Linked DNA regions of Mus musculus: regions 2, 3, 4, 5, 6 and 7 are each linked to region 1. The links are chromatin contacts, called in public HiChIP or PLAC-seq and promoter capture Hi-C maps. All regions are on one chromosome and are shown on one strand. Each heading gives the region's core, a stretch centred on a gene start, on an enhancer-like site or on the middle of the called end of the contact. The rest is flanking DNA. Distances are from core to core; before and after follow the strand shown.

Region 1 (4,034 bases), core at 943-3,442:
TGATTATACAACAAAAGATTTGAGGACCAGCAAGAATAAAACAAAATTAGTTTATGAAGATTAAGATAGAGTACACAATTTAGACTCACATGAGTAGGTGTCTTCACAACAGCTACCTACTTTTGGGATTCTATGGCTAAGTTCCAAGCCTCAAAAGATGTAAGAGGTAAGACTTAAGCCAGAGGCTGTCTTGAGCAACTTAGAACATCGCATTTTTTTTTTCTCTCCAGACCTGGGATGTAGCTCAATAGTTAAGCACCTACCTAATAAAATAGCCATTCAGCCCTGGGTTCAACTCTAGTATCGTAAAAATAAAAATGGCAATATCATGTGACATAATAATTTACACCTTAAATAGAATCAATGAAAAAAACCTACAAAGAAAAAGATTCACTAGCTAAAACTGAATCATAACTACATATTAATTTTTCTCAAATGCCTATTAAAGCTTACCTTTCTACGGAATCATCTTGCTGTCTGACAAAGAACTGATAAAGTTCAAACGGTGATGTTTTCTCTCTGTTTAGCCAAACCGCATTGCCAGCAGACTTTCCCAGCTTTGCTCCAGTTGTACTTGTAATTAGAGGTACAGTGATTCCAAACACATCCTCTCCAGTCAACCTACACATACATTCATGGTATTCTGTTAGGCACAATTAGTTCCACCAAGCACAGTACACATTTAAGTCTGGTTACTTACTATATGTTTTTAAAACCCTTTCTCAGTCTGGACTCAGGTCCTCAAGAACCATAAAAACACGCATTTTATATCTACATGTGTCGTGCTTAAGTGCAATTGAGGAATGCACCTGAGCAGGTCAACAGGACTTGATTTTTGAAGGATCAGGTAGAAAAATGACAAAGTTGGGCGAAAGGATACCAGGAGGTACATTTAGAAGGTGGCTTTTAATATTTTTAAATGAGTTTTGTCGTGTAGCACACGAACCAGCCATATAATCTATGTTCCTCAAGAAAACTGTGAGGACTGGAGAGGTGGCTCAGTGGTTCTTCCAGAGATCCTGGGTTCAATTCCCAGCAACCATGTGGGATATAATATAAGAATTTGGTGCCCTCTTCTGGCATGCAGGTGTTACATAGAGATGGAGCACTCATACATAAATAAATCAATCTTTAAAAAAAGAAAACGCTGTGAAAATCTTTATGGAGGCGAAAAGCTAAATTAGTGCACACGGTTCTAAACAGAAGTCCAATTATTTTCAGGATAAATAACAATTTCTAAAGAAACTAAAGGCGACTTAGGGAAAACAGACACAATCCAAATCTTGAATATCGGTCTGCTTCCAGCAGCTCTAACTCCCAGCTCTAACTTACAATCTTCCTAACGAATAACACACTACTTCTGTATACTCGTCCCCGGGTTTCCGTAGGCTCTAACAATTCCAGCTTACTTGTGGATGAACTCGTAGCCAGACATGATGTTGCCCAACTGATCTGATCCGCCCAGTTGGACCCGGCATCCATAGTGCTGGAAAAGGTAGTAGAAGTCATAGGCCTGGAGCACCTGGTAAAAGAACTCCGCCAAGCTCATGCCCTCGGGGCTCTTGAGACGCGACTGCACGCTCAGCCGGCTCAGCAGAGTGCCCATGCGGAAGTGGCCGCCCACCGTGGCCAGGAAATCCACCAGGTGCTGCTCCTGGAACCAGGCCGCGTTGTCCAGCACCGTGAAAGAGCCCCAGGGCCGGCCGTCCGCGAAGAGGCGCGCGTGGTTGGCCGCCAGGGCCTCGAGCCCTCGCCGCAGGGCGTGCGCGTTGGCCCGCACGCACTCGGCGCTCAGCGCCTCGCGCCCCTTGGTCCGGCCGCTGGGGTCCCCCAGGAGGGCCGTGGAGCCTCCCACGAGCGCGATCACGTTGTGGCCGGCTCGCTGGAAGTGGAAGAGCCCCAACAGAGTTAGCAGGTGCCCCACGTGGAGCGAGTCGCCCGTGGGGTCGAAGCCGCAGTACACCGTCTGGGGGGACGAGCCCGCCCTGCGGCGGTCAAAGAGTTCGGGGAGCTCTGTCTTCGTGCCGCTCTCGGGGAAGAACTCCTTGAACAAGCCGCGGGCCCTCGGTGCCACCAGCATTCCCCGCGCGCCCGGGCGCACCGCACGCGACCCTCGTAGCCAGACCAGGGACTGCGGAACGCGGCACAGGCGCCTCAGCATGGGCGCCGCCATCTTGCGGGACACGCAAGGCATGCTGGACCTCTGTCGCCCTGCGACCGCGGGCGCCTCGGTGTCTCTCTACGCATGCTCGGGCGTAGCGGGAGGCCTGTTAGGCTTTGGTGCTGTAGGCAGTCCTGGAATGTGGACCGACTGAGTTCCGTCTTGCGGCCCCCGCTGTTCCTCTATCATTTCATTCCCGTTTTCTCAGTGAGGATGTCGTGATAGTACTTCCTGTCTCACAGCTGTGGTGAAAGCACTTGGCGGTGTAGTAAGCGCTCGACAAATGTTTACTGTCGTTTAAATGATCATGCAAAAGCTGTGATGCTCAAGTCCCATAAGTCTTGGACCTGTAGAAAGAACTCGGAGTGGAGTGGAGACGAAATTTCTTTGTACCAGTTTCCCCAGTTAATGAGAGCCTCGTCACAGTACAGGCAGGCAGGCAGGCGCGCGCACACACACACACACACACACACACACACACACACGTCATTAGTGGGTGTCCTGAAGGTGGCAGTCTCCTCCTAGCAAGAGGAAAGTCAAAACAGGAAAGAACTCCCTGTGTTTAGTATAACAAAAACTGGAGTCATTCAAAGTCATAACATATTAGGTGCTTTTAGGAATCCTCTCACCAGGATGAGGACTCTCATTTGCAATTGTATGGCAGGTGAGCCAGCCCCCAAGTCCCATTGTAGATTCTGACTAATTTTCTTTAAACATTTTAATTAGCGTACACAAATTGTACAAAATAATGAATTTATTCTGACATTTCCATATATGAGTAGACGTGGGCCATACTTTCAAAACTCCCTGATTTATGTGGAGTAGCATTATTGAGAATGTGCCATTTGTGGCCATCACCTACCATTGTGAGAGAAGTAGGGGTTATGGAGGGAGACAGAGAACAATTGAGCCAGGAGTAAGTTGCAGTAGAGGTGTGCTGGCTAGTTTTATGCCAAGTTGACAAAGTTAGAGTCATTGAGGTACTTAAACTGAGAAAATGCCCTCAACCAATGTGGCCTATGAACAAGCCAGTGGTGATCAGTGATTGATGTGGAAGGGACCAGCTCACTGTGGGTGGTGCCTCTTGATAGGTCCTTTCTCCGGTAAAATGAGCCAATTCAAACCAGATTAGATTATAAAGCAGATTTACTGTCCCCCTAGAATTGAGGCCAGGGGGGGTCGCCATGGGGGGGGGGAGAAAGGGCTTGTGGCAGGGGGTGGGGAGAGAGAGAGAGAGAGAGAGAGAGAGAGAGAGAGAGAGAGAGAGAGCAAAATGTGTAGATTGTATAGCAAAGAGCGTCTGAGGGAAGGGCAGCCCATCCCCTGGGCTGGAATGTACAGGGTTGGGGATAGGGTATGCCAGGTAGAGACTTAGGGATGCTGAGAGAACCTGGAAGCCAGATCTGTTTTCATATGTAAAATATGCACCTGAGTCTCTTGTCCCAGGGTCCCAAAAGAAACACCACCCTTGGTGGTCCTGGGTGCTAAAAGAAATCAGGCTGATCAAACAATGTGGAATAAGCCAGTATGTAGCACTCCTTCATGACTTCGGCTTTAGTTCCTTCAGGAGTCTTTCTGACTAGAGTCCTTGCCCTGACTTCCCTGAATGACGAATTATAAGCTGTAAAGTGAAATAAACGCTTTTCTTCCCAGGCCATTGGTCATATTGTTTTATCACGGCAATAGAAAGCTCAGGCCAGACAAGAGTCATTCAGTATCCCAGAGGAAGTCAGGAGCTGAGATTTCCTTCCATAGTCTTCCAAACTGAAACAAGGAGGTAGGCTGTTTCACTTTATTACCGGCTAATCTTTAAATATGGAATGCTCTTGGAGAGAAATCCACACTTTGGGCAAGCCTTTTGACTAAGAGTCAT
Region 2 (4,034 bases), core at 760-3,259, 900 kb before region 1:
TGATTATTCTTGCCTCTGCCCTCCCTTGTCTCCCTTTCACCACACCAACACTTCTTCCTCTCTTTACTTTTTTAAGTATATTTTTATGTGTATTGGTACTTTATATATATGCATGTATGTCTGAGCAGCTCCAGATGTATACAGTGCCCTCAGAGGTCAGAAGAGGGTGTCAGATCCTCTGAGACTGGAGCTATAAGTGCTGTGAGCCACCTTATGGATGCTATAAATCAAACTTGGTGCTGGGAAGTGGTGGTGCACACCTTTAATCCCAGCACTTGGGAGGCAGAGGCAGGCGGATTTCTGAGTTTGATGCCAGCCTGGTCTACAGAGTGAGTTACAGAACAGCCAGGGCTATACAGGGAGATCCTGTCTAGGAAAGCAAAACAAAAAAGAAATCAAACTCGGGTCTTCAGATGAGCATCTCTCTCTTTCTCTCTCTCTCTCTCTCTGTGTGTATGCTCATGGATATTATGGTGTACTTGTGGAAAATCAGAGGATATGGCTCTACCACCTCCAGGCTCAAATTATATGATCTTAAGATGGGTATTATAGATGGGTATTATAACCCTTAATCCTAGCAATTGGGAGGCAGAGATTGGTGGATTTCTTTGAGTTCAAGGCCAGCCAAGGTTACATAGCAAGCCCATGTCTCAAAACAAGAACAACAAAACAAACAAACAAACAAAAAAAGAGTTATATTGTTTGAACCAAATTTGAAAACCTCTGAATTAAGTGTCCTGAATATTCTGCTGAATGAAAGCAATGCATTCTCTTCACATTTCTGTCGGCCTCATGTTGCCAGCTCTGTACTGCTAGTTTCTCCTTAGAGCTTCAGCCCTTTTGAGACATGGAGTCTGGGGTCTTGGTGGCCTAGCCCACCATTCCCCCACTGGTGTCAAGTGATTTTCCCTTAGGGAGTCTATTAATTTTAGATAGAAAGGGCATCAAAAGACCAAAGCAAAAATCCTTTCTAATGGGCACATGGATGTTACTCATGGAGTACAGGTACTTTCAGAACTTGAGGGTGGAAGCTGGAGGATCAGGAGTTTAAGGTCATCTTTAGTTATATAGTGAATTTTGAGGCCACCTTAGGCTACATGAGGCCTTATCTACATCTCATCTCCCAACCTCCAACACTTCTCCACTTGTAAAAGCACTGAGTGAGTGTAGGGTTTGCCTTCTGGCAGTTTCTTTCTTCCTCTCTGGATATTTCAGCCATTACTAGGATCATACTATGTAGCTAGGCTGGCTAGAATCTATATTCTGCTTGCCTCTGCCTCCCTCTGCAGGAATTAAAGGCACAATCCACTTATCTTCGGCTGCCCTGCACTGTCTTATTCATGGTATTTCTTCAGTGAGCCTTCCTGAGAAGCAGATCCTGTAGTTCTTGTGTGTAGGAGGCTGTATGTGAATGTTAGTGTGGGCGTGCACACACATGCATGTGGAGACCTGAGGTCCACAGAATTCTTTCCTTGTTTGTACTTTACAGGTTTTCTCCTTGAATCTGAGGCTCACCATCAATTCAGTTAGGCAGGTTAGAAAAAGAACTTCAGAGATCTAACTGTAACTTACCTCCCCTAGTGCTAATGACCATGCTTGCTTCTGTGTGGGTTCTTGGGAACCCAAATTCAGGTCCTTCTTGATCAGGCAGGCACTTTACCGATTGTATTACGTGTTCAGTAACAGAATAACTTTCTCATCTCCCAGTTTTGATTTCTTCACAATGTTTAGTAGTGCCTGAAATAATCTTGATTATTCTATTATTTTGTGTACACACTATTTATAGTGCACCTACTATGTGTCAAGCACTGTATGTACTTGCCATAGGATTGGAGGCGCCATAAAGTAAGGATCTTTAACTGTCCAGGTCACTCGAGTCTACACAGGATTCTATAGCCCTGGGACCTGCACACAGTAGGCACATTTCTCTATTCCGCGCTCTTCCCGGTTAGCCCCTCCCCCGCTCCAGGAAGTGAGGGGGTTCTAGCCGCCTGGCCTACCGCGATGCATTTTGGGAAAGCAGCAGCACCAGATCCAAGATGGCGGCCAGCAGGAGGCTGATGAAGGTAAAAGCCATTCTCTGGCGCTGGCCAGGCGGGGGGCGGCGTCCCCGGGCCGGGACCCCTACGGCGGGCCGCGGTTCCTTGGGGCGACGCCGTTCTTCATCCCTCATTGCGTGGCCCCGCTGTGCCGCGTGCGGAGAGATCTAACGGGGCCGCCTAGGCCGCAGCCTGGGCGGGAGCGCAAGGCCGCGCTGAGAGCCGCCGCTGCCGGCCCTTCGGATCAGCCTGGGCAGTTCTCGAGCCCCCTCCTCCTGGAGCGAAGCCGGGCCCTCCGTCGCAGCGGCCGCGGTCCGGGTCGAGGACGCCGTTGATGTGTGGGCCGGGCCTGGAGGCCCCAAGCTGGGCGCCCTCGGGGAAGAAAGCCGGAGCCCCGGCTGGGAGTACGCGCCGCGGAGCCGCCCGGTCCTGGGCCGCGGTCGCCGTTCTCTGAGCCCCATTCCGCCAGCCCACAGCTCCGGGACCGGGAGGCTGCGAGGCCCGAGACGGGAAAGGAAGGAGGAGGGCAGGCGGCCAAAGTTAGGTCAGTTAGTTGGTGGTCTTTTGAAATTGTGTTGGGTCCACGCAAACTGTCGCCTTGTGACTGCAGAGTCACACAGCCGACAAGTTCCAACTCTAGGAAGGCGTGGGGTCGTCTCCCTGCGTAGCTAGGTTCTCTTTTCTATCCACCTCTTAGTCATCCGCATCTCCTTTCCCTGATGAAGGGTGGGGGTTGGTTTCTGTCGTTGAAATCAAAACCTGCCAAAGTTTACGAAAATAACTTGGTATACGCACTTTGTATCTTGAATGTATGGGAGTGTCACTTCACTAATTGGCTCCTTTGGTGAAGCATACAATATAGGTGCTCAGTTGGAGTTTTTCACGAGTAGATCTGCGGACATCCTCTAAAGATAACCCGCCAGTGTTTGAGTGCTACCTGGTAGTGCGGCCGAGCTCTCGCCGGACCGGAAATAAAAAAGGTCGCAGGAGCTGGCTCTTGAGACCAAATTTGTATTTGGTTGATGGAGTCACTGGAAACAAAAGAAAGCCATTTGCTCACTGAAACCTAGAGAGAACATTTGATAAAACTAGAGTGGAAGTGGGCACAAAACAATTGTGATCAAACCCCCTTATCTGTTCTGCGGGTGACACTCCATCATTTACCTACAGGAAAGGAATGCTAATCACTTCCGTGTTCAAACCCCAAAAGTTGTCGTCCCTTCAGCCTTGTGGGTTTCAGTTTAGGAAGATTTCGTGACTGCATGCTGTTTTCTTGTAATTTGATGACATGAATTCATCTGCCTTTTCTCAGGTCCCCTTCTCTATCCTTTTCCATGGTTACCCTTCTTGGGCTCCAGAGTTCTTTTCTCTAAAGCAAGTATTTAGTCCTTTCCTTCTGGTTAAAATCCTCTCTGGTTTTGTCCTTAGAAATTCTGACTTTAAACATTTGTAAGTACATTTCTCTCTGTGTCTGTCTGTCTGTCTGTCTGTCTGTGTGTGTGTGTGAGGGGCACATTGTGTCACAGCGTTCATGTGGCGGTCAGAGGATAACTTGTTTGTTCTCTTTTTCCACCACGGGTCCAGTGTGGCTCGAACTCTGGTGGGTAAGCTTACCTGTGAGCTATCTTTCAGCCTAATCCTAACTTCTTACTTGGCCTGAGAGACCTTTCTTGGAAAGCAGCCTCCCAGTCTCACCTCCAACTTAGGAGTTTCTAGATGCTCTTGCACCTTATTGCACCAGCTACCATTTTCCCAATTTTTATTGTGTGCTTCATATTCATGACCATGATCAATATTCTCTTCGAGTTAGATACTACTATTCCTGTTCTGTAGAAGAGAGCAGAGAACGCAAAGATTCTTTGGCCTCTGCCCCACAAAGGAGAAGATAATGTATGATTTAACTCCGCTCCATGTGAGTCTAAAACAGAGCCTCATGATGGTACTCACTCTGCAGTCTCCCTTTGCATGTTCTGTCTGCTCAGCCTGAGAAAAGTT
Region 3 (4,034 bases), core at 628-3,127, 810 kb before region 1:
CCTGCATGTAATCTCCAAACACAGGCCTAGTTTGATAGGTGTTTCTACCCAGAGGAGAAATGAGTGGGTCAGTCAGTTTACAGCTTGTTACTTGCCCGAGTTTCAAAACTGTGATTCTCATTGTCACCTCATATGCTGGCCTTAGAATCTTTCTCCATGTAAGATGTCAATCATTACTGGACATTAGTGGATATACATATTGAGTCATGGTTGATCATACCTCACTTGGGACTATAGATAATAAAAATCAGAACATAAGCAAAATTACTATATAATTATAAATTATGATAAACTATGAGAGAGGTGAGTGGGGTGGCCAAGAAAGTGTTTTTTTGTTTTGTTTTGTTTTGGTCTCACTGTATATTCTTGGTTGACCTGTAACTCAATATGTAGACTAGGAGGACTTGAACTTACAGAACTTACCAGCCTCTGCCTCCCAAGTACTGGTAGTTTTGTTTAGTTTTGATTTGCTTTTGAGACATGGTTTCTCTACTCACTGTAGACCAGGCTGGCCTCAGACTCATAGAGATCTGCTTGCTTCTGCCTCCCAAGTGTACACCACCATACTGGGCTAAAAGATCTTTTGAGGTAAGATTTATTTGGAAGGCAGAAGTTATGAAGTAAGAAGCTGACAGGATGACTGCCTTTGGCTAACTGGGTGGATGGTGGTCCTTGTTAATCCTGCCAAATGAGAATCAGACCAGTGACCCAGATTTTTTGGTTGCATTTTCAGTTAGACAGGGTTATCTCCCTAAAGTAGGATTTGAGAGCATAGTCTCAAAGGAGAATTTTTTTTTTTAATATCCCCCAAACTGCAAGGCTAGGGGGTTTCTAATGTTTTATGTTTATGTAGGAATTTGACAAGACATCTTAAAATTATTTGGTTGAAGATCTTATCAGGAGGTTAGGGTTAGGGTATGGAACATACCATTTAGCATCAAAGTGGAGATTTGGAACAAGGAAATTAAGAATTCTTTGATCAGCCAGGCGGTGGTGGCACACACCTTTAATCCCAGCACTTGGGAGGCAGAGGCAGTGGATTTCTGAGTTCCAGGCCAGCCTGATCTATAGAGTGAGCACCAGGACAGCCAGGGCTACACAGAGAAACCCTGTCTCAAAAAACAAAAACAAACAAAAACCCAGCTTAGGGTGGAGAGATGCCTTAACAAATAAGAGCTGTGCAAGTCTGGCAAAGAGAACCAACTCCTCACTTGTCCTCTGAGCTCTACACTTGTGGCATGGCCACTATTTAACCACACACACAATTTTAAAAAGGAAACTTGGGGCCGGGCATGGTGGCACACTCCTCTAGTCCCAGCACTCGGGAGGCAGAGGCAGGCGGATTTCTGAGTTCGAGGCCAGCCTGGTCTACAGAGTGAGTTCCAGGACAGCCAGGGCTACACAGAGAAACCCTGTTTCGAAATACCAAAAAAAAAAAAAAAAAAGGAGACTTGGGACCCATTCTCCCGGCACATGAGACCCAGACCAAAGATCTGGCCACAGAAGGAGCAGAGAGGGCTTGGTCATCTGCCAGCTGATGGGCCTGAAGGGCGTGGGGACCGAACGAGAGAAGAGTTGAGTATACACATGGACATGGCTTTAGAGAAGGTGAAAAAGGTTGAAGATCTTTAGATACAAAGGAGGTGAGTCTGAGTGAGTCTGCCTAGCATAGCATGGACTGAACAAGTAGCCAGACAGTGCATAGAAAAGTTTTTGAGGGCTTGGGGGAGGCAACGCAGTATGGTGGGAGACAGGAAAAGTGGATTCTACTCAAAGTTAGCAAGCTTCAGCCTAGCACGGTGCCTGCACCCAGCACCTGGACACCTGGAAACCACAATTCCCAGAATGCTTTCTTCCAACTTCCGGGATCCAGTGCGTCGATCTCCGGAAGTAGTTGAGAAAGCGGAGGCGCCATAGTCAGTGTCTGCTGTGGTCTCTTCGGTTTGTTGCCACCATGGGGAAGCGACAGCACCAGAAGGACAAGATGTAAGTTGGGTCGCGTCTCTCGTCTCAGCTCGTCGCCGTGCTGAAGGCTATCATCTGAAAGCCTCAGCTCTCACAGGCGCGGTCTCGTCCCTCAGTGCAGCCTACGCGGGCCAGGGCGTTCTACCGCCGGACTAACTAACTTCCGGGATTTCCCTACCCCTAGCCTTTCTGCGAACGAGTTTTGCCCCTGAGTTGGTTGTCCGCTTCGTCCTGGCTCTAGTCTGAGAGCCTACACACAGGCGACAGCCTTCAAGTTGAAGATAGGCGGGTCGTGCTCCATGTTCCCCTCCCATTTGCTGCTGCTGTACTTTCTGTTTTCTGTTGTCTCTTCAGATGCTCCCCGCCCCTAGCTGCTTGCAAGGATATCTTTGACTTCTGTATTGCCAGATCTAGTATCCAGCTTTTCAGTCCTTGGGCTTCTTCCCTTTCCAAAAGTAGCCTTTAGTGAGATCTTACATGCGCTTAGTAGTTTTTTTTGTTTGTTTTTGTTTTTGTTTTTGTTTTTCAAGATAGGGTTTCTCTGTGTAGCCCTGGCTGTCCTGGAACTCACTTTGTAGATCAGGCTGGCCTCGAACTCAGAAATCCCCTTGCCTCTGCCTCCCGAGTGCTAGGATTAAAGGCTTGGCGCTTAGTAATTTAATCTGCGAATGATCTCTATTTCATTCCTCTTTGCTGGGCTTCCCCTCCCCTTGTCCCAGACCTCGGGGGTGTTTCCTTCATCCCTGTGGTGGATCTGTTCAAAGAGTCTCTTGCACTAAGTCAGCAGCTTTCACTCAGTTCTCCACTTGGAAAACTTACAGCTTTTTCAAAACTAGTATGCTAAAAGGGAACTTGATAATTTTCACACCTAAGCCTGCCGTTTCTTATCCTAGCTCAGTGGTTACATAGTGGGTCCCTGATTTACTATATATAGACTGAAGACAATTCTCATCCTAACAGAAGAACAACCGCACAGAGCAACTGGAGCTATGTTAGATCATGTCTGGGTCCTGCTCAAAATCACCCACCAGCTTCCCATCACACTTAGGCAAATAGAGAGTACTCTCCTTGATCTTTGACTCATTTTTGACTCGGCCGCTGTCCTTGCTTCTGTGTCTTTTTCTGCTGCTACGTACCTCATCACACTCTTCCTCTGCTGTCTCCTTTCTGGAACAGATTCAGCTTGTCCTGTTCCAGCCTCAGTAAGTGTTATTCCTGTAAAGGGCTTCCCCAGAGCTTTGTGTGCCTAGCTCTTCCTGTCAGATAGTCTATAAGTCCAGTTCATTTCCTTCTGGACAAGGTGCTGTTGATGTTTCTTTATCTCTCCATCTTTTGTCCTTCTTATGTGCCACACAATGCAGATGTTTAATGTGATTTGACAAGTGAGTGGGCGTTCTGTCATAAGTTACTTTTACAGCTTCTGTCCTGTCCGTGGCAGGACCCAGTAACACATGCTCTGTCTTCCTCAGGTATATCACTTGTGCTGAGTACACTCATTTCTATGGTGGCAGGAAGCCAGGTAAGGGGATGCTGGTGGTCCTGAAGAATGCTGTCTCCTGTGATCCAGAGCTATCCAGAACACTGACATTATAGTAGATAACGAGACGGTCCATAGTTGATAAAAAGAGGACATATACTCAACATAGTACAGTATACTTCCATCTTAGAGGAGAATACTTAAAAATATAACTCTTTCAAGTTCAGGCCTTTTCCTTAGGAAGTGCTATAGCCTTCTTTCTTTCTTTCTTTCTTTCTTTCTTTCTTTCTTTCTTTTTTGTTTTTTGTTTTTTTGTTTTTTTTTGTTTTTTTTTGAGGCAGAATTTCTCTGTGTAGCCTTGGATGTCCTGGAACTCACTCTGTCTGTAGACCAGGCTGCCCTCAAAGTCAGAATCCGCCTGCCTCTGCTTCCCAAGTGCTGGGATTAAAGGCGTGCACTGCCACTGCCCAGCAACCTTATTCTTTATAGGAGGAAAAAAGGAAGGTTAATATCCAAAGTTGCCAAGGCTGTAGAAAAAAGGATTTATTTTATGTGCATTGGTGTTTTGCCTGCATGTATGTTTGTGTGAGGG
Region 4 (4,034 bases), core at 523-3,022, 770 kb before region 1:
GATTTAAGAACAGATCCCCTGAGGTACTCAGTGTGACCAGGTGTACCCCAGCAATGAAGGGTGGCTGAGCTGGGTCCGCCAGAGCTGAGGGGGAACTTCTGATTTGCGTGTCTAGTGGGGGGGAGACCAAGGGCCTCACACATGCTGAGCCCTACCACCCAGCCACACCCCCAGCTCTTTTATAAAATTAAGTTTATTTATAAAGTTGGAGCTGTGGTTGTGGTAGAGCACTTGCCGAAAATGCATAAGTAAAAAAAAAAACAAAAACAAACAAACAAAAAAAAAAACAGGAAAAGAAAAGACTTCTATTCAGATTGATTACTGGCATTGATTCAACTGTCTGTCTGTCTGTCTGTATGTATGTATGTATTTTTAGTGTTTCATATGGGCCAGCCCCTGGGCTGCTATATATCTGTGGTAAGTCAAGATTTTGGTCTAATCCCTAAGAAGACATGCTAACCACATAGTCCCTTGGCTAGGAACACATAGACCTAGGGATCCTGGTAGCAAAACTCTTCAAATACAGCACCCCTGACTTTTTTAAGAGCCCACAGTATGGCTGGAGAGATGGGCTGACATCCTTTAGCACCTGCTGCTCTTGTGGAGGATCCATAACTTCGGCTCTAGGGGATCCGATGCCCTCTTCTGGCTTCTCTAGATACCAGGCACACACACGGTGAATATACATGTGTGTGTGTGTTTATTTATTTGTACCCCACCATACACATGCACACAGACACCCACTGGACCAGCCCCTAGGGGAGAGGGAGACGGGTACTCAGCAAACATTTGTTAACACATCTACCAGAACACAGCAGAGGTAAAGGGCCCTGGGTGATGGGTGAGGGTGGCTTACTCAGAGGGGCCTGGAGAAGTTCCCCAGAGGAGGTGAGCCTGGTCTTGGAACTTCAGCGGAGCGAGGAGGAGTATGGTCAATTCTTTGACAAGATACATTAGTTAAGGTGAATACATTGTGGATACTTATAAGGCAACTGAATTAGAAAGACCTTGGGCTGAAAAATGATGTTTTCAACGTCTATTATCTATCCAAAACAGAATTCTGCCGGCTTTCTATCCTGGAGCTCAGTACACGATCGAAGATGACCATTTGTGCAGTTATTGAGTAGAGAATATCTTATTTAGTTGCTACTGTTAGCAATTTACATTGATAAAGCCTAGAGCCACAAGTGGTAAACAATGAGGACAATTCCCTTTAGTTATTATTGTACAGGCAACTTGAAAATGCCACCCCATAATATTCTTTTATTGGAGGTATCTTCTGTATTTATTTCTTTCCCCATTTTTTAAGGTAGGGGAAAAAACAATGGGGGGGGGGGGGCGAAGAAAAAAGAAAGAAAGAAAGACCGGGATTTTGCGTTGTCTTCTAATGACCCAAATACCAACAGTTCGGAACATCAGAACAAAAAGTCAACGCATCCTCCGCACTCCCGCCCGGCCCGCCCGCGCCCAACAGGTGCTTCCCCGCCTCCCGGAGCCGGAGATCCTCAGGTCTCCGCAGAGAACCCCTGAGGCCCGCCCGTACTCACGGCCGCTCCGCGGTCCGCTGCGCCCATCCGGCCCAGGCTCGGTCGGCGCGAGCTCGGTTTTCAGGCGGTCCCGGTGTGACCCGGGACGCGCTCCGGCCGTTGGCGCCCACTCCGGGCGCGAGGCATCCTCCTGCCGCCGCCTCGCGGGCCGCCTGCCCTTTGTTTTGGACCCGTAGCCCAGCCCAGCCGCCATAAACGGCCTCGGAACGTGGCGATGCCCAATCAGTGTCCGAGCCCCGCCCTCGCGTTCCCGCCGCTCCGCCCCTCCACGCTCCCCGCCCCTCGCCCTGCCCCACGCGTCCACCCGCGCCCCGCTGCGCTCGGGGGACTGGGCTGGAACGTGTCCGGGTGGAGCTCGCCAGGAGTCCGGTGGGCTGGCCTGACGAGGAACCCAGGCGAACCGGCAGGTCGCGGGGCCGGTGGGGAGGTAGGGTCCTGGAAGGCCAAAGGACCGAGATTTTCCACAGGTTTGCGCCTCAGGCTGCAGGCAGGAGGACCTCTGCAGCTGGGTCCCTAGAGCGCAAGCTTCTTCCCTCTCTCCATACTGACCACCCTTTCTCCACTCTCCAAGTCGCCATCCAAGAGCCTCCAGGTCTGCGTGGACTTGAATTATGGAACCCCAGATTAGATTTCCTACCCACAAAACACAGGCAGTATCACCCAGTCTCCATGCCCACATCTGCGCTTCTTCTGTTATTTTTTTCTTAGTCTCTTTAGATCGATTTTTCAAAGCACACTGCTGAGGGTGAATGTACACATTGCAGGACGTATTTGCGCCCTCTAGAGTGTGCTTGTTAGGATTTATTGTATTGAGGATACCCCTAATTGATTAGATTGTGGGCCCTTTGAGTTGCCATTTACTTAGTGAGTCTCCCAAGTGACTGATTACTCTATTTTTGTATTCGTCCTAGCTAGGGAGTCTCATGTTTTTTTGGCTTTTAGAATATGATCTCTGTAATTCTGTAATTCAAGCTGGCCTCAACTATGTAGCTCAAACATGATCTTGAACTTTATATTTTAAGCTTATTGTGTGAATAAGCACATGCCTGTGCACCAGAGGTTAGCTCTGCTTCTCACCTACCATATTGATCCTGGATTTGAACTCAGGTCAGCAGGCTTGATAGCGGCACCCTCACTCACTGAACCATCTGGCTGACTCTTCTATTTTTAAAGAATTTAAGCGGGAGAGATGGCTCAGCAGTTAATAGCACTGACTGCTCTTCCAGAGGTCCTGATTTCAACTCCCAGCAACCACATGGATTGCTCACAACCATCTGTAACGGGATCTGATGCCCTCTTCTGGTGTGTCTGAAGACAGCGACAGTGTATTCACATACATGAAATAAATAAATCTTTTAAAAAATGTGTTTTTTTTAATAGCTTAGAAAATAGTAGGTTTATATACGGCATTTTCCTATTTCCTTAGCATTGGTTAGGCCTCCTCCAGCCTTCCTTTCCTACCCATCCCACTTCTAACACCTACCTGTTCATATCATGGATACTCCAGTGCCCTTTTCCAGCGTCCTGACTTCTGGAAGCACTCCAGGAAAAACACACAAATCCAAACATTTCAAGCAGCTAGAATCTGCTTTGAGAGAGAACATGTATCATTTGATCTTCAACATTTTTTCTGTCTGCTGGGAGCAGTGGTGCATGCTTTTAATTGTAGTGCTTGGGGGTGGGAGACAGAGACAGGTGGGTCTCTGTGAGTTCAAAGCCAGCCTGGTCTACATACCAAGTTTCAGGTCATCAAGAGCTATGTAGGAGAGAGACCCTGCTTTAGGAAAAAGAGCTGCCATCCTTTTAAAGCTCATGGAAACCTCTGTACCCCTTCAGTTTCAGTCTGTATGTGGCTGGAGGTGACATATTTAACCTTGAGATTCTAATTGTGCAGCCTGCTGGGATTACAGGTGTGCACACCTGGTGCATTTGATGCTGAGACTGAGCACAGAGCCTTGGCACACTCTGCTAGACTACACACAAGGAGCCACAGCCCAGTCACTCTGGGTGCTCTGACTACTGAGAGACTTTAGCACATCAGGTGGAGGCACATGCCTTTAATCCCAGCACTTGGGAGGCAGAGGCAGGTGAATTTCTGAGTTCGAGGCCAGCTTGGTCACAGAGTGAGTTCCAGGACAGCCAGGGCTACACAGAGAAACCCTGTCTCAAAAAACCAAAAGTCACGTATCCAGACTCCAGGCTTTTCCTTCTTTTTCATGAGTTCTATTTCCTTACGAATTTCCAAGTTTCTTTTATCTTAGATGACTATAAGTCCCTGTTGGTTTTGCTAAGTTAAAAACACTATTTCTTTAAAAAAGAAAAAGAAAAAACTAAACCCTAATTTTGACAAGATTGAAATGTAAACTAAAACTCTGACTCTGTTACACAATATGGTCCCGGCCCCTGGCAATCTTTGTGCATGAATCAGCCAACATTAGGTGTCTCCTACAATGGGGTCACAGTGTCTGTCCTTTTGTGACTTACTTC
Region 5 (4,034 bases), core at 1,087-3,586, 710 kb before region 1:
CTGTTAACTCAACATCTACTAATATCTTGCTGTTATTAAACTGCCTTTTAAATATATTGATACCCTTAATTCTCAATGCTTCAGTCAAGCTTAGAAGAGAAACTTCTTTCTGTAGTAGGTAGCTAGCAGGCAATGCAGAGACTTTCAAGTGGTCAAAGCACTGAAAGTGACCGCTGAATGCTTAGCTCTCATTTGGACATCTGTATCATGCTCCCCGAGGCTCAGAAAGTATCATGGAGGATGGCAGAAAACATGTAAGAGCTGGAAGATGGGGAAGAGAGAATGCTGTGGAAGGTTGTATATGCTCAAGCCGATCAACACGTCAGCACGAATGAGTGAAGGGCTCAGGATGATCTGATGAGAACAGTTAAGGAGCAATTGGCAAATGATGGCTGCTGAGGGAAGTGACTTTTTTCTTTGTGGGAATAGCCAATGTGGGTTGCCTAGCTTCTGGTAGATGCCCCCCCACCCCACATTCATGTCTATGTAGGCTGGATGCAAAAGTTATAAGAAAAACACAAGTATAAGACAGTGGGAGGAGAGATACGGTTTGGATATGACCTAGGTACATTGCATATATGCACAAAATCATCCAAAGTACATGGAAGAATTTAAATGTGTGTCTAGGACCTTTTGAATTCATGGTCTATTCCAGGACCGAGATGGGTTGGAACAGATTTAGAAGCACATTGACCAGCAAATAAGGGATTAAAAGCCTACAAATTCTGAATATTATTTAAGATGCTTTGTAAATAGGGGGAAAAAAAGAGAATCAACATGAGTCAATTATGAACAAGTCATGGTAAACCAACTTCATTTCCTGTTTTGATAGGGTTACCATAGCAACAAGAGTGTACTGGTCACAGCTTCTGGAGAACTCAAGCTACTTGAAATGTACTTCCCATTTGAGAGACTTCATCATAAGTGTGTTGGAGAGGGGAAAGTTCCTGCTCCTGAGAAGCTCTGAATTTAATGAGGAAAACACACACACACACACACACACACACACACACACACCCTACAACCCTTACAGAAATACACTTGCTAAACACGAAGAGAATCTGGGTAAATTAATTCCAAATAAGGACAAAGAAATGAAAAGTTGGGTCCCATGGTGCACATCTTTAATCCAAGCACCCAGGAGGCAGAGGCAGTCAGGACTATATGGAGAAACCCAGTTCAGGAAAAAACAAAGACCAAAAAAGAGTCCAACTGAGTCTACACAGGGAGTGCAAAGCACTCATATATACAATGAGACCCTGTCTAAAAGAAGAAAGAGGGCTGGACAGTGGTGGCGCACACCTTTAATCCCAGCACTTGGGAGGCAGAGGCAGGCAGATTTCTGAGTTCAAGGCCAGCCTGGTCTACTGAGTGAGCTCCAGACAGCCAGGGCTACACAGAGAAACCCTGTCTCGAGAAAAAAAAAAAAAAGTTAAAAAGAAGAAAAAGGGAAAGCAGGGTGGGGGAGTAGGGCAGCAAGTAGGCAGACTGCCCTATAGAAACCACATCCTATACGAGTAGACTTTTTCTCTTAAAATTTATTTATTTATTGTATATAAGTATACTGATGGTTGCTGGGAATTTAACTTAGGACCTCTGGAAGAACGGTCAGTGCTCTTAACCACTAGGCTATTCTCTCCAACCCTAGGAATAGACTTTTTACACAAAAGCAGGGGTACAAGCAATTTAGAAACATATGGAAAGAAAAGGGGCCAGAATGACTATGGGACCACTGACCTCACCCGCACCATCCCTTTCCAGAAGGAACCATGCTCACCCACAGCCCCCGATTTCTCTCTCAGAAACTATGCAATTCATGTGTAGCAGGACACTCTTGTTCTGGAGCTCCACTGAGGAGAACATTGTGGCCAAGCAGAGGAGTATGCTGTGGGTGTGCTCTCCTGTTGGCACAGGACTCTAAGTAGCTTAAGAATATTCTAGTTAAGCCTTATAAAAATAAGCATTAAGAAAATATAATACTCATCACAGTAGGAAGAACATATATTCCATTTACTATTTCTTAACTTGATTTTTATAGTATGCAGGATTCCATAGCTTTACCCTAGGTTTTACAAACAACAGAGGCAGAAATGGGTGGGAGGTATATCCCTTTAACGTAGGACTCAAGAATGATTTACATATATGTACATCTATATGTTTGTATATATGAACAAATGAATATGATGAGGGTGGACCCCTGTGTATTGTAGGCAAGCGTTCTACATCAAGTTACATCCCTTGCCTATCTGACTTAGAGATCTAAAGATGACTGTGGATCATGTGCTGGATACCATGGTTCTCAGAAGTGCAAGAGTCACAGAAGCCATAGCAGGTTTCACTGTTAAGGGGAAAAGCTGGGAAAAGAGATCTGGGGACATGACTCAGAATAAGTAATGATAAGTCAGTTAAGGGCAGTAAGAAACTAAAACAATAAAAGACTAAGAACCCTTATCCAACTATTAAACTATGTGTTTACTCAGACAGACTAAGAGGGGAAGAGAACGGTATTTCAGAAGTCAGAAACGTGAAACTTGAAACTGAGATAGAGAAGGCTAAGAACTGGAAAGCATTCTCTCAGTCTACAGTGAAATGAGGTTGGATGACTTTGGTGCTATAAGAAAACGAAGGGAAGGCAGATATGAGTGGAAAGAAAAGTGCTTTTAAAAGATGATAACAGGAGCTAGAGAAAGTACCCAAGAAGCTAAAGGGATCTGCAACCCTATAGGTGGAACAACATTATGAACTAACCAGTACTCCGGAGCTCTTGTCTCTAGCTGCATATGTATCAAAAGATGGCCTAGGCGGCCATCACTGGAAAGAGAGGCCCATTGGACACGCAAACTTTATATGCCCCAGTACAGGGTAACGCCAGGGCCAAAAAAGGGGAGTGGGTGGGTAGGGGAGTGGGGGTGGGTGGCTATGGGGGACTTTTGGTATAGCATTGGAAATGTAAATGAGCTAAATACCTAATAAAAAATGGAAAAAAAAAAAAAAAAAAAAAAGATGGCCTAGTCAGCCATCACTGCAAAGAGAGGCCCACTGGACTTGCAAACTTTATATGCCCCAGTACAGGGGAACGCCAGGGCCAAAAAGGGGGAGTGGGTGGGTAGGGGATTGGGGGGGTGGGTATGGGGGACCTTTGGGATAGCATTGAAAATGTAAACGAGGAAAATACCTAATTAAAAAAAAAAAGATGATAACAGAACAGGGGAAGGATGACTAGAAGATGCAGGTAGGCTACTGTGAGGGATTATGAAGAAAGTAGGCGGATTAAGGTTGGGAACTAGTGGGGTGAAAAAGAAAGTTCCCAATGGACAAGCAGGGGGAACGGCAAGGGGAATCATGTCAACTAAGACACACTTGCGAAGATGAAAGTGTACCAAGTTCCTCAGTGACTAGGACACAGGTTGATCGCCACAATCTGACTCATACTCACATCCACTCACGCAAGATGCCCAAAACAATGAGAACAGGTCTATTTCCCCTTCCGCCTTGTTCCTCGTGACAGGTCTCTCTGCATAGGCTTGGCTGTCCTGGAACTTGATTTGTAGACCAGGTTGACCTCTGCCTCTGCCTCCAGAGTGCTAAGATTAAAGGTATATACACCCTGCCCCCCTGGCTCAATGTTATTTCAAATGTAGTCTTTGAAATTGTCCCAAAGTTTGAGGACAAAATGAAAAAAGTTACTTTATACAGGAGAAACCAAGCAGATGCTACTCTTTCCCAAGTGGCTAGTCTTCCACTAGCAGCCTTTGGATGAAGACATAGAACTCTCAGCTCCTCCTGCGCCATGCCTGCCTGGATGCTGCCATGCTCCTGCCTTGATGATAATGGACTGAACCTCTGAACCTGTAAGCTAGCCCCAATGAAATGTTGTTTTTTATAGGACTTGCCTTGGTCATGATGTCTGTTCACAGCAGTAAAACCCTAACTAAGACAGAAGTTGGTTCCTAAGAAGGAAGCATGTACCTTCCAATAGGAAGGAATAAGAAAGAGTTCCTTCCATTTCTAAGATTCCTGTGTAAGATTTTTTT
Region 6 (4,034 bases), core at 560-3,059, 680 kb before region 1:
CATGAGTGTCAATAATAAGTGTTACTGGCATATTTACCAGCAGGTACAGGGTAGTAATACATGCAAGACAAATGTGATATGGAAAGTACTTTTTCTCCATTCCTCTTTTGACTTGCAGGTCCAGTTCACTTTTATCTTCGTAATTGTATACTATGAGACATTTTGCTCATAAAAATATAACTATTCATGAGTCTTTTCTTTAAAAAAAAAAAAAAAGAACGTTAATTATTCTATCTTGTTAGCACACTTGGTGAAAACACACCTTTTCTGGCATTTCTAAAATTATGACTATTCAAATTTTAATGCATTTCTGAATAGACTTGTTCATCAGGAAAATATGCCGAAGTCCTGAGATTATTAAATCAAGGAGAGGCCTGTGCAATAGCTCAAGAGCTGAAGCATTTAAAACAGGATCTTTCTACAGCAAAGCTTGATTCTAGTTCTTCGCCCTGTAAAAGGACTTCCTTTCAATACCTTATCTGAAAAAGGCTGTCTTCTCTTTCCTCAAGATAGCTAAGTTAAATTAAACTATCTCAGAGACCTTCGATAAATGAACTTGTTTTAGTTAAAACAATACACTTCAACATTCCACATGCAGGAAATCCTGCAAGTGATCGTGCAAAAACTATTCTTGAACACTGAAACGTTATGGGGAAACGATCACAGTAATCGGGCTAAAACATATGGATACATTCACACTGTTAAGAGAGTACTCTTGAGGGTAACGACGGGATAATTTAAAGTCAAATTAGGACTAACTCCAAATACTTCTTAATAATTCTAGAGTGATGCTGGCTTATCCTTTCTGAAACACAATCGGTATATTTAAATCCATTTTGAAACTTCAAGATTTCAATATGTCCACAACCAACGCTGTGTCATTAACGGTTAAGCCCGAGGCAGAAAGCATCATTAGCGCTACTTAAGATATTTTGTGAATGCTGTTCACGTACACAGAAGAGAAGAAAAATATTTTGGTGCTCAGCACACAAGCCTATTATTCCGTCTTGCAAAACCATGGCCGCCGCCACCACGGACAAGCATCTAATACAATTCCTGGCTTTAATCTAATGTCAAGAGGCGGTGGCTATAATGCTATAAATTAGGAGACACAGTGTACTTCCGTTCCCGTCCCGAGGGAGAAGCCTCGAAAGTACGCGCTTTAAGACCAAGCCCCGGAGTCTTCGAGTCCTGGCCTCAATCGGGGTTGCCCCTCCAACCGCAAACGAGAAGCAGCAGAGGAAGACGAGGAGCAACACCTAAGCCTCGACCGGCTCCAGGACCCCGCCCCAGGGCTCCAGGAGTGAAGGCCAAGAAGCCAGGGGTCCGGGGCGCCGCAGAACGCGAGGCCAAGGCGCGGGAAGGGCCGTGGGTGCGTCCAGATCAGCCACAGGCAGGGGGCACAGGGTGACCGCGTGAGGCCGGGCCTGAAATCCAGCGCGGATACTCACCAAACCATGCCGTAGGCGCCTTCTCCGATGTACGAGAGGTTGGTGTAGCGCGGCCCTACGTCGAACACCTGCCCGCGGACCATCTCCGGGCCCGCCGCCGCCGCCGCCGCCATGTTGGCTGCACAGCCGCCGCCGCCGCCGCCGCCGCCGCGTTCGGTTCGACGCTTCGCGGCTGCCGCTCGACTTATGCTGCGCTTCCCGCAGGAACCGCGCTGCCGCCCGTGTAGCCGCCCCCGCCGGCGATCGGGAACGAGGAAGGAGGACAACACAGAGGAGAGAATTAACCGCCGGTAGAACCACTGCCAGCCTTCCTGCCTGACGGGCGGGCTACGAGTGGGAGGAGGGAAGGGTTCGCGTCGAAGGGCGCTAGGGCGGAGTCAAGGGCGTGCGTGTTGATTGGCTTCTCTTGGTAGAGAGGGCGGAGTCTCGCGGGTCGGCGGAAGCAGCGAGGTGAGGCAGGAGCACTGCGGCTGCGGGGGAGGGACGTCATGTGCGCTCGGAGACCCAAGCGCTGGGTAGCTCTAGAGAGCTAGGTTGGAATTTAGGCATAAGGACCCCACAGAGTCCCACCCACTGTCCTGGTGCTGTGCCTGGTCCAGAACGAACTCACACGGGACCAGGGACTTGGCTTGAGACCAGAGGACTCACTGCACACCAACCACGGGACCCCTGAGACAGACCTCTAAGAATACGTGGCCCACATTGTGCACTCTGATGAACTTAGACCATCAGAGTGGGACAGAAACCAAAAAGCATAACCCAGACCCAGAAAAAAACTTTCACCCTGTAATGAGCATAATTTTAAAAAATGCCTTTTAGACATATAAAACTAGATTAAGCAGGAATCCCACAGCATCCAAGGCTGCTCCTGATCCAGAGCTCAGTGACATCACTCACGCAAGATAACCAGATACAGTCCTAGAACCCCATGATGCCCACTGGACAGAATATAAGCAGAGACCAAAAGCAGTGATTTGCTCTACACATCTGGAGAGATACACCTTGATCTGCTCTGTGGCTAGAGAATCCACTCCCCCCCCCCCCCCCCCCCCCCCGCCAGGGTCCTGATCCTCAAATCAGAAACCTGATCTGAAGCTAAGATAGGTGACACAGGTGACCTTGGGGAGACAGGCTTAGGACTGTAAGAAATTTAGACTGTAAACCTTGCATGATGACCTTCAGCATAATAAAATATAACTTTTGTTATACTAACTACATATATCTACCTTCTTGCCCGTGACACACACCTAACAGTGTGAGACATAAGTAAGCAGAAACCAAAACACAAGACATTGAATCCCCTAATTAGAGGTTTGTTCAAGAAGATTTGCTGAATATCTACGGCACTGGAGCCAGCCATGCTTCCAGAGTGAAAAGACAGACAAAATACAATATTTGCACTTAAGTGTTGTGAAGAAATAAAAAGCCAAGGGAAAGTATAGAGAGCTGTGGGTAGGGACACTGGAAAAAGACATAGAAATTTGGGGACTCGGGTCCAGGTGTTGTGCAACAGTTTCCTGAAGGACTGAAACATTCTATGAACTTGAAACATTCTAACTTGAGGGGAAGCTTCTGAAATAGTAAACTAAAAACTAAAAGCAGCAAGGCGGCATGGTGCCTCACACCTTGATTCCCACCACTTGTGAGGCAGTGGCAGGCAGATCGCTTATGAATTGGAAGCCAGCCTGGTCTACAGAGTGAGTTCCAGGATAGCCAAGAATATGCAGAGAAACCCTGTCTCAAAAAAACAAAACCAATCAAAAAACTCAAAGGAGTTTCAGGAAGTCCTTAAAACTGACCAGATTCACTAGGCCCCTCCCACCAGAGTAAGCAATAAAAGCTGAGAGTCCCTCTGAGATGGAGCTCAGGTGAGCTGCAAAGACTCTTGAGACCAGCTACCTGGAAGAGGCAAAACCCTGCCTGCTGCCTGGTAATGGTTTAGACAAACTTATGCACTCGGAAGGACACTCTTCAACTTCAGCAGCATCCACACTTTGGTCTGTTGTGAGCTCCTGTTTGTAGTGAGGAAACCTGTGTTGTGTCTCCCCAGGAAAAGTTTTGTCACAGATGGGTATACTGAAACACAGCATAGTTAGAATGGCTAAAACATCTGAACAAGATTTAGAAAAAAAAAACCAACCAACCAAACAAAAAAACTTGATGTCATGGGTCCGAACCAGTCACAAACACCACTAAACTGAAGGATGAAATTGGAATCTTAAAGTTGGTGGATGCCCAGACAAAGCAGAGCTAATGAGATTATAAGTGACTACCACTGTCTCCTGAGCCATCCCTGGAAGCAGACTCCTGTGTGGCCAACATGGAGATCTAACTTAGAGACATCAAGTCTGGCCTTCTAGACATCAATAAAGATTAACTAGGCAATCTCAAAGATAAAAAAGTAAATCTTTAATAATAAAGGGAAGAACTGGGGTGTTCCTCAGTGGAGGAATGCATACTAAGCATATGGCAAGTTTTTGATTCTTTAATCCTTCAAAATGTTTTAGTCCATTCAGCAGAATCTATTTCAGAAGAAACCTAATACCATGGCTCTATTAAAATGTATTTTTTAAAGACCAGGAT
Region 7 (4,034 bases), core at 1,025-3,524, 590 kb after region 1:
ATCTTGCTGCATACAGGAAACACACCTCAGTTTTGTTTTGGTTTCACTTAGTTTGGTTTCTTTGAGATAGGGTTTCTCTGTGTAGCCCTGGCTAACAGGGAACTCACTCTGTAGACCAGGCTGCCATTGAACTCAGAAATCCACCTGCCTCTGCTCCCCAAGTGCTGGGATTATAAGTGTGCACCAACACTGGCCCGCTTGAAACGTACCTCAGTGACAAAGGCCAACACTACCTCAAAGTGAAAGGTTATAAAACTTAGACAAATGGATGGATCTTGAGGATATCATCCTAAGTGAGGTAACACAATCACAAAAGAACACACATGATATGTACTCACTGATAAGTGGGTATTAGCCCAGGAGCTCAGAATATCCAAGATACAATTTGCAAAACACATGAAGCTCAAGAAGAAGGAAGACCAAAGTGTGTATACTTCTACCCTTCTTAGAAGGGGGAACAAAATGCCCATGGAAGGAGTTACAGAGACCAAGTTCAGAGCAGAGACTGAAGGAATGACCATCCAGAAACTGCCCCACCTGGGGATCCATCCCATAAACAACCACCAAACCCAGATACTATTGCAGATGCCAACAAGAGCTTGCTGACAGGAGCCTGATATATAGCTGTCTCCTGAGAGGTTCTGCCAGTGCCTGACAAATACAGAAGTGGATGCTCACAGTCATCCATTAGACAGAGCACAGGGTCCCCAATGAAGGAGCTAGAGAAAGTACCCAAGGAGCTGAACGGGTTTGCAGCCCCCTAGGAGTAACAACCATATGAACTAACCAGTACCCCCAGAGCTCCCTGGGATTAAACTACCAATCAAAGAAAACACATGGAGGGACTCGTGAATTTAGCTGCATATGTAGCTGAAGATGGCCTAGTTGGTCATCAGTGGGAGGAGAGGCCCTTGGTCCTGTGAAGGTTCTATGCCCCAGTGTAGGGGAATGCCTGGGCCAGGAATAGGGAGCGGGTGGGTTAGGGAGCACGGGGAGAGTTGAGAGGATAGGAGATTTTTCGGGGGAAATTGGAAAGGGGACAACATTTCAAATGTAAATAAAGAAAATATCTAATAAAAAAATGGGATTGATTAAAAAAAAAAAGGTTGTAAAACAACTTTCTAAACTGGAGTAGCCATTCTTTTTTTGTTTGTTTGTTTGTTTTGGTTTTGGTTTTTTCGAGACAGGGTTTCTCTGTATAGCCCTACTGGCTGTCCTGGAACTCACTTTGTAGACCAGGCTGGCCTCGAACTCAGAAATCCAATTGCCTCTGCCTCTGGACTAGCCATTCTAATATCAAATAAAATCAACTCTCAACCAAAAGTTATCAAAAAAAGATAAGAAAGGACACTTCATACTGGTCAAAGGAAAAATCTACCAAGATGAACTCTCAATTCTGAACCTCTATGCTCCAAATGAAAGAGCATTTGAACCTTTATTAAAGCTCAAAGCACACATCCTACCACGCACAATAATAGTGCGAGAATTCAACACCTTACTCTTACATCATGGAAACACAAACTAAACAGACAAGTGAAACTGCAGAAGTTATGAACCAAATGGATTTAACAGATATTTATAGAACATTTCATCCTAAAGCAAAAGAATATTCCTTCTTCTCAGCACCTCATGGTACCCTCTCCCAAATTGAGCATATAATTGGACACAAAACAGGCCTCAACGGATACAAGACTGAAATAATCCTATACATCCTATCAGGTCACCACGGACTACGGCTGGTCTTAAATACCAACAAAAACAACAGAAAGCACACATACATATGGAAGCTGAACAACGCTCTACTCAATGATAACTTGGTCAAGGAAAAAATAAAGAAATTAAAGGCTTTTTAGAATTTAATGAAAATGAAGACAAACATACCAAAACTTATGGGACACAATAAAAGCAGTCCACACATGTTGAGAGCCTATGGTGCCACTTCTAGGAATACAGTATTTGTCACTGGGCTAAGACAAGGAAGTAGGCTCAGATAAGAGTATTAGAAACAGTGACCATGGGGCTTTGTTACTTAATTATTAATTTGTGTGATCCTTTTGCTTACTTCTTTACTTAATTACTATTTTGTGTGATCTCTTTACTACTTCTCTTGATGACTTCATCTTTGATCTTAGAACTGACCATGTTTTTTGGCTATCACAAGAATGATATAAAGCAGGCTGGGGAGACATAAAGCCGCTTCAGCCTCAGTACAGGCTGAGTCATGTGATAATTTTGTCAGTATAGGCTGAGTCATGTGATAATTCTGTCTGGCTGTTTTCCTTTGTCAATCCTCACTCCCTCCATTGAGACCCTGTTGAGTGACTAAGCTGGCTTGGTCACACACATGACAGGAAATGTGATACTTGACTGGGTCTGGTTGACCAGTTAATATGATGTTTACTTTCATTTATTCTCCAATAAATTATGTTTCATTATTCATTATGGCTGGAGAATAGCACACCCTTATGAATATAAACACACACATTCATTCATCCATTAATGGCACCTAGGTTGATTCTCTAACTTGCTATCATGAATGTAAGGATAGCTGGTCACACACCTTTAATCACAGCCCTAGTGAGGCAGAGGCAGGTGAATCTGTGAATTCCAGACCACCCTGGTTTACACTGTAAGTCCCAGCCAGCCATGGTTATAATTTCCACTTGTCTCAAAAATAAACAAACAAGCAAACAAACAAATGACAAATGATCATGAAGGCAAGGCATCGCTCCACTGATGTTGACTCCTTTGGGTAATGACCAGAATCGTGTGCCTAAGTCATAGACAGTGATTACACTTTTAGTTTTTGAAGGTGATTGATTTCCACAGTGGTTGTGCTAATTTTTGATCCTGTTTTTAGTGAGATGACAGTATTAGGCATGGAATCCATGGCGAGCAAGCACTTTCCCATGCACTCTCTGGCCGAGCTCCCCAAAGCAGCACTTGCTTTGCTTCTCAATCATCGCCAGTTTTTGTTTCTATTTCATTTCTTGAGGATAAATATTTGAAGTGGGCTACGATGGGATCTGAATGTAATTTTGATGTTTCTCCCTTATGTCTAATGATCTAAGGCACTGGCTCTCAACCTTTAATATAGTTCCTTGTGTTATAGCAACCCCAAACCATAAAGTTCTTTTGATTGCTACTTGATAACTGTAATTTTGAATCGCAATGTAAATATTACAGGATCTGATCTTAAGGAAACTTAAAACACTTTGCATTATAAAGCACCAATCTCCAGTTAACAGAGCGGGAGAGGGGACTCTACCTTGCAGTCCTCTGGAGAGGCGATGAGCAGGGTTGTGGTGAATTCCATGATCCGGACTAAGACTGTGCACTTGCTGTAATTGTACTTCTCTTCCTCGTGGAGGCTGGGAGGGCCCGGCGCCCCGGAGCCAAAGCGTTGTTCTACTGCTCTAGCGCTATGGGTTGCTATGCTTTCTAAAAAGAAAGCCACTGACTTCAAAAGTGAAGACTGTACTTCAGCACCTAGAAATAATAGCAGCAAAATATTACTATGCCTTTCTTTCTAACTCTACTAAAACTAATGTACAGTGCCTTTTTGAAATACAAGTGATAATATATACTTAATAACAAATTAAAGACTATTTCAAAGAAAAAAATGTTAAAGGAAAGATCAACAAACAGAAGCCATTTCTTCTTAGCTTCTTAGTTCAAATTTTGAACTAAATTATAATTGAAATAGAATTCAATTTCATATATAGTAAAAATGTCTACACAAGGTCAGGTCATTTATTTATGTATTCACCCTGCCACTGGGTTATATTCCCAGTCCTCTGCTATGGTTTGAACATGTGCTCCCACCTGCTGCAGCTATTATGGGAGTTGTGCAGCTTTTAAAAAGATGAGAATAGTTAGAAGACATGGGTCCCTGGTAATCTTGTCTTTGTGCAGTGTCTTTGTGTTCTGGGATTCTCTCATTTTTAGTCAATCATGAAGTGATCTGCCACATCTTCCTGTCACCATGACTTACATAGAGCCAGGCTTTGATGGAAGGAGCTCAAAGAATGAGC

The links. Promoter capture Hi-C pulls out the DNA fragments that hold promoters and counts their contacts. HiChIP or PLAC-seq counts read pairs in DNA pulled down with a chosen protein or histone mark.
Region 2: a contact with region 1 is called in a promoter capture Hi-C map of liver, with 3 times the contacts expected there. The contact joins the promoter of Ube2l3 here to the promoter of Yars2 in region 1. A contact is called at or near these places in 8 of 39 promoter capture datasets (the 3T3-L1 cell line, 3T3-L1-derived adipocytes, frontonasal cranial neural crest and 4 more).
Region 3: a promoter capture Hi-C map of 3T3-L1-derived adipocytes shows a contact between it and region 1, with 3 times the contacts expected there. The contact joins the promoter of Ppil2 here to the promoter of Yars2 in region 1. A contact is called at or near these places in 7 of 39 promoter capture datasets (the 3T3-L1 cell line, 3T3-L1-derived adipocytes, cranial neural crest and 3 more) and 2 of 115 datasets of contacts at active chromatin or transcription factors (large pre-B cells and pro-B cells).
Region 4: a contact with region 1 is called in a promoter capture Hi-C map of liver, with 2.6 times the contacts expected there. The contact joins the promoter of Ypel1 here to the promoter of Yars2 in region 1. A contact is called at or near these places in 12 of 39 promoter capture datasets (the 3T3-L1 cell line, 3T3-L1-derived adipocytes, the HPC-7 cell line and 7 more), 1 of 484 Hi-C or Micro-C datasets (embryonic stem cells), 5 of 115 datasets of contacts at active chromatin or transcription factors (acute myeloid leukemia, embryonic stem cells, large pre-B cells and 1 more) and 2 of 9 other capture datasets (embryonic stem cells and pancreatic islet).
Region 5: a promoter capture Hi-C map of the C10 cell line shows a contact between it and region 1, with 2.9 times the contacts expected there. The contact joins the enhancer-like site here to the promoter of Yars2 in region 1. A contact is called at or near these places in 3 of 39 promoter capture datasets (the 3T3-L1 cell line, the C10 cell line and embryonic stem cells), 1 of 484 Hi-C or Micro-C datasets (embryonic stem cells), 1 of 115 datasets of contacts at active chromatin or transcription factors (embryonic stem cells) and 1 of 9 other capture datasets (embryonic stem cells).
Region 6: a contact with region 1 is called in a promoter capture Hi-C map of neural stem cells. The contact joins the promoter of Mapk1 here to the promoter of Yars2 in region 1. A contact is called at or near these places in 19 of 39 promoter capture datasets (the 3T3-L1 cell line, 3T3-L1-derived adipocytes, the C10 cell line and 13 more), 3 of 484 Hi-C or Micro-C datasets (CD8 T cells, erythroblasts and nephron progenitors), 7 of 115 datasets of contacts at active chromatin or transcription factors (the 230-238 cell line, astrocytes, embryonic forebrain and 4 more) and 1 of 9 other capture datasets (macrophages).
Region 7: a CTCF HiChIP or PLAC-seq map of the NIH/3T3 cell line shows a contact between it and region 1, with 6 read pairs. The contact joins the enhancer-like site here to the promoter of Yars2 in region 1. A contact is called at or near these places in 1 of 39 promoter capture datasets (hippocampal neurons), 1 of 15 datasets of contacts at CTCF or cohesin (the NIH/3T3 cell line), 3 of 115 datasets of contacts at active chromatin or transcription factors (bone marrow-derived macrophages, embryonic stem cells and stem cell-derived neural progenitor cells) and 1 of 9 other capture datasets (liver).

What each region holds. Positions count from the first base shown.
Region 1 is chr16:16,301,123-16,305,156 of GRCm38.p6, reverse strand. It overlaps Yars2 (tyrosyl-tRNA synthetase 2 (mitochondrial)), which reads right to left and starts at 2,192. Exons shown (of 5, transcript NM_198246.2): 1 at 1,410-2,192; 2 at 454-621. The coding sequence starts at 2,173.
Region 2 is chr16:17,199,467-17,203,500 of GRCm38.p6, reverse strand. It overlaps Ube2l3 (ubiquitin-conjugating enzyme E2L 3), which reads left to right and starts at 2,009. Exons shown (of 4, transcript NM_009456.2): 1 at 2,009-2,066. The coding sequence starts at 2,040.
Region 3 is chr16:17,109,095-17,113,128 of GRCm38.p6, reverse strand. It overlaps Ppil2 (peptidylprolyl isomerase (cyclophilin)-like 2), which reads left to right and starts at 1,877. Exons shown (of 21, transcript NM_001252444.1): 1 at 1,877-1,986; 2 at 3,435-3,484. The coding sequence starts at 1,955.
Region 4 is chr16:17,067,877-17,071,910 of GRCm38.p6, reverse strand. It overlaps Ypel1 (yippee like 1), which reads right to left and starts at 1,772. Exons shown (of 5, transcript NM_023249.6): 1 at 1,548-1,772.
Region 5 is chr16:17,009,628-17,013,661 of GRCm38.p6, reverse strand. The region is part of intron 1 of Mapk1 (mitogen-activated protein kinase 1); the gene reads right to left. Among named protein-coding and RNA genes, the nearest start is that of Mapk1, 28 kb to the right of the region's middle. Within about 2 kb of position 2,336, at least 82 of the 459 cell types and tissues checked have an H3K27ac peak or open chromatin away from gene starts, as enhancers often do.
Region 6 is chr16:16,981,157-16,985,190 of GRCm38.p6, reverse strand. Mapk1 (mitogen-activated protein kinase 1) reads right to left here and starts at 1,809. Exons shown (of 9, transcript NM_011949.3): 1 at 1,452-1,809. The coding sequence starts at 1,564.
Region 7 is chr16:15,708,166-15,712,199 of GRCm38.p6, reverse strand. Prkdc (protein kinase, DNA activated, catalytic polypeptide) reads right to left here. Exons shown (of 86, transcript NM_011159.2): 32 at 3,269-3,489. Among named protein-coding and RNA genes, the nearest start is that of Prkdc, 72 kb to the right of the region's middle. Within about 2 kb of position 2,274, at least 33 of the 459 cell types and tissues checked have an H3K27ac peak or open chromatin away from gene starts, as enhancers often do. A contact at or near this core is called in the NIH/3T3 cell line and bone marrow-derived macrophages, where this site is marked.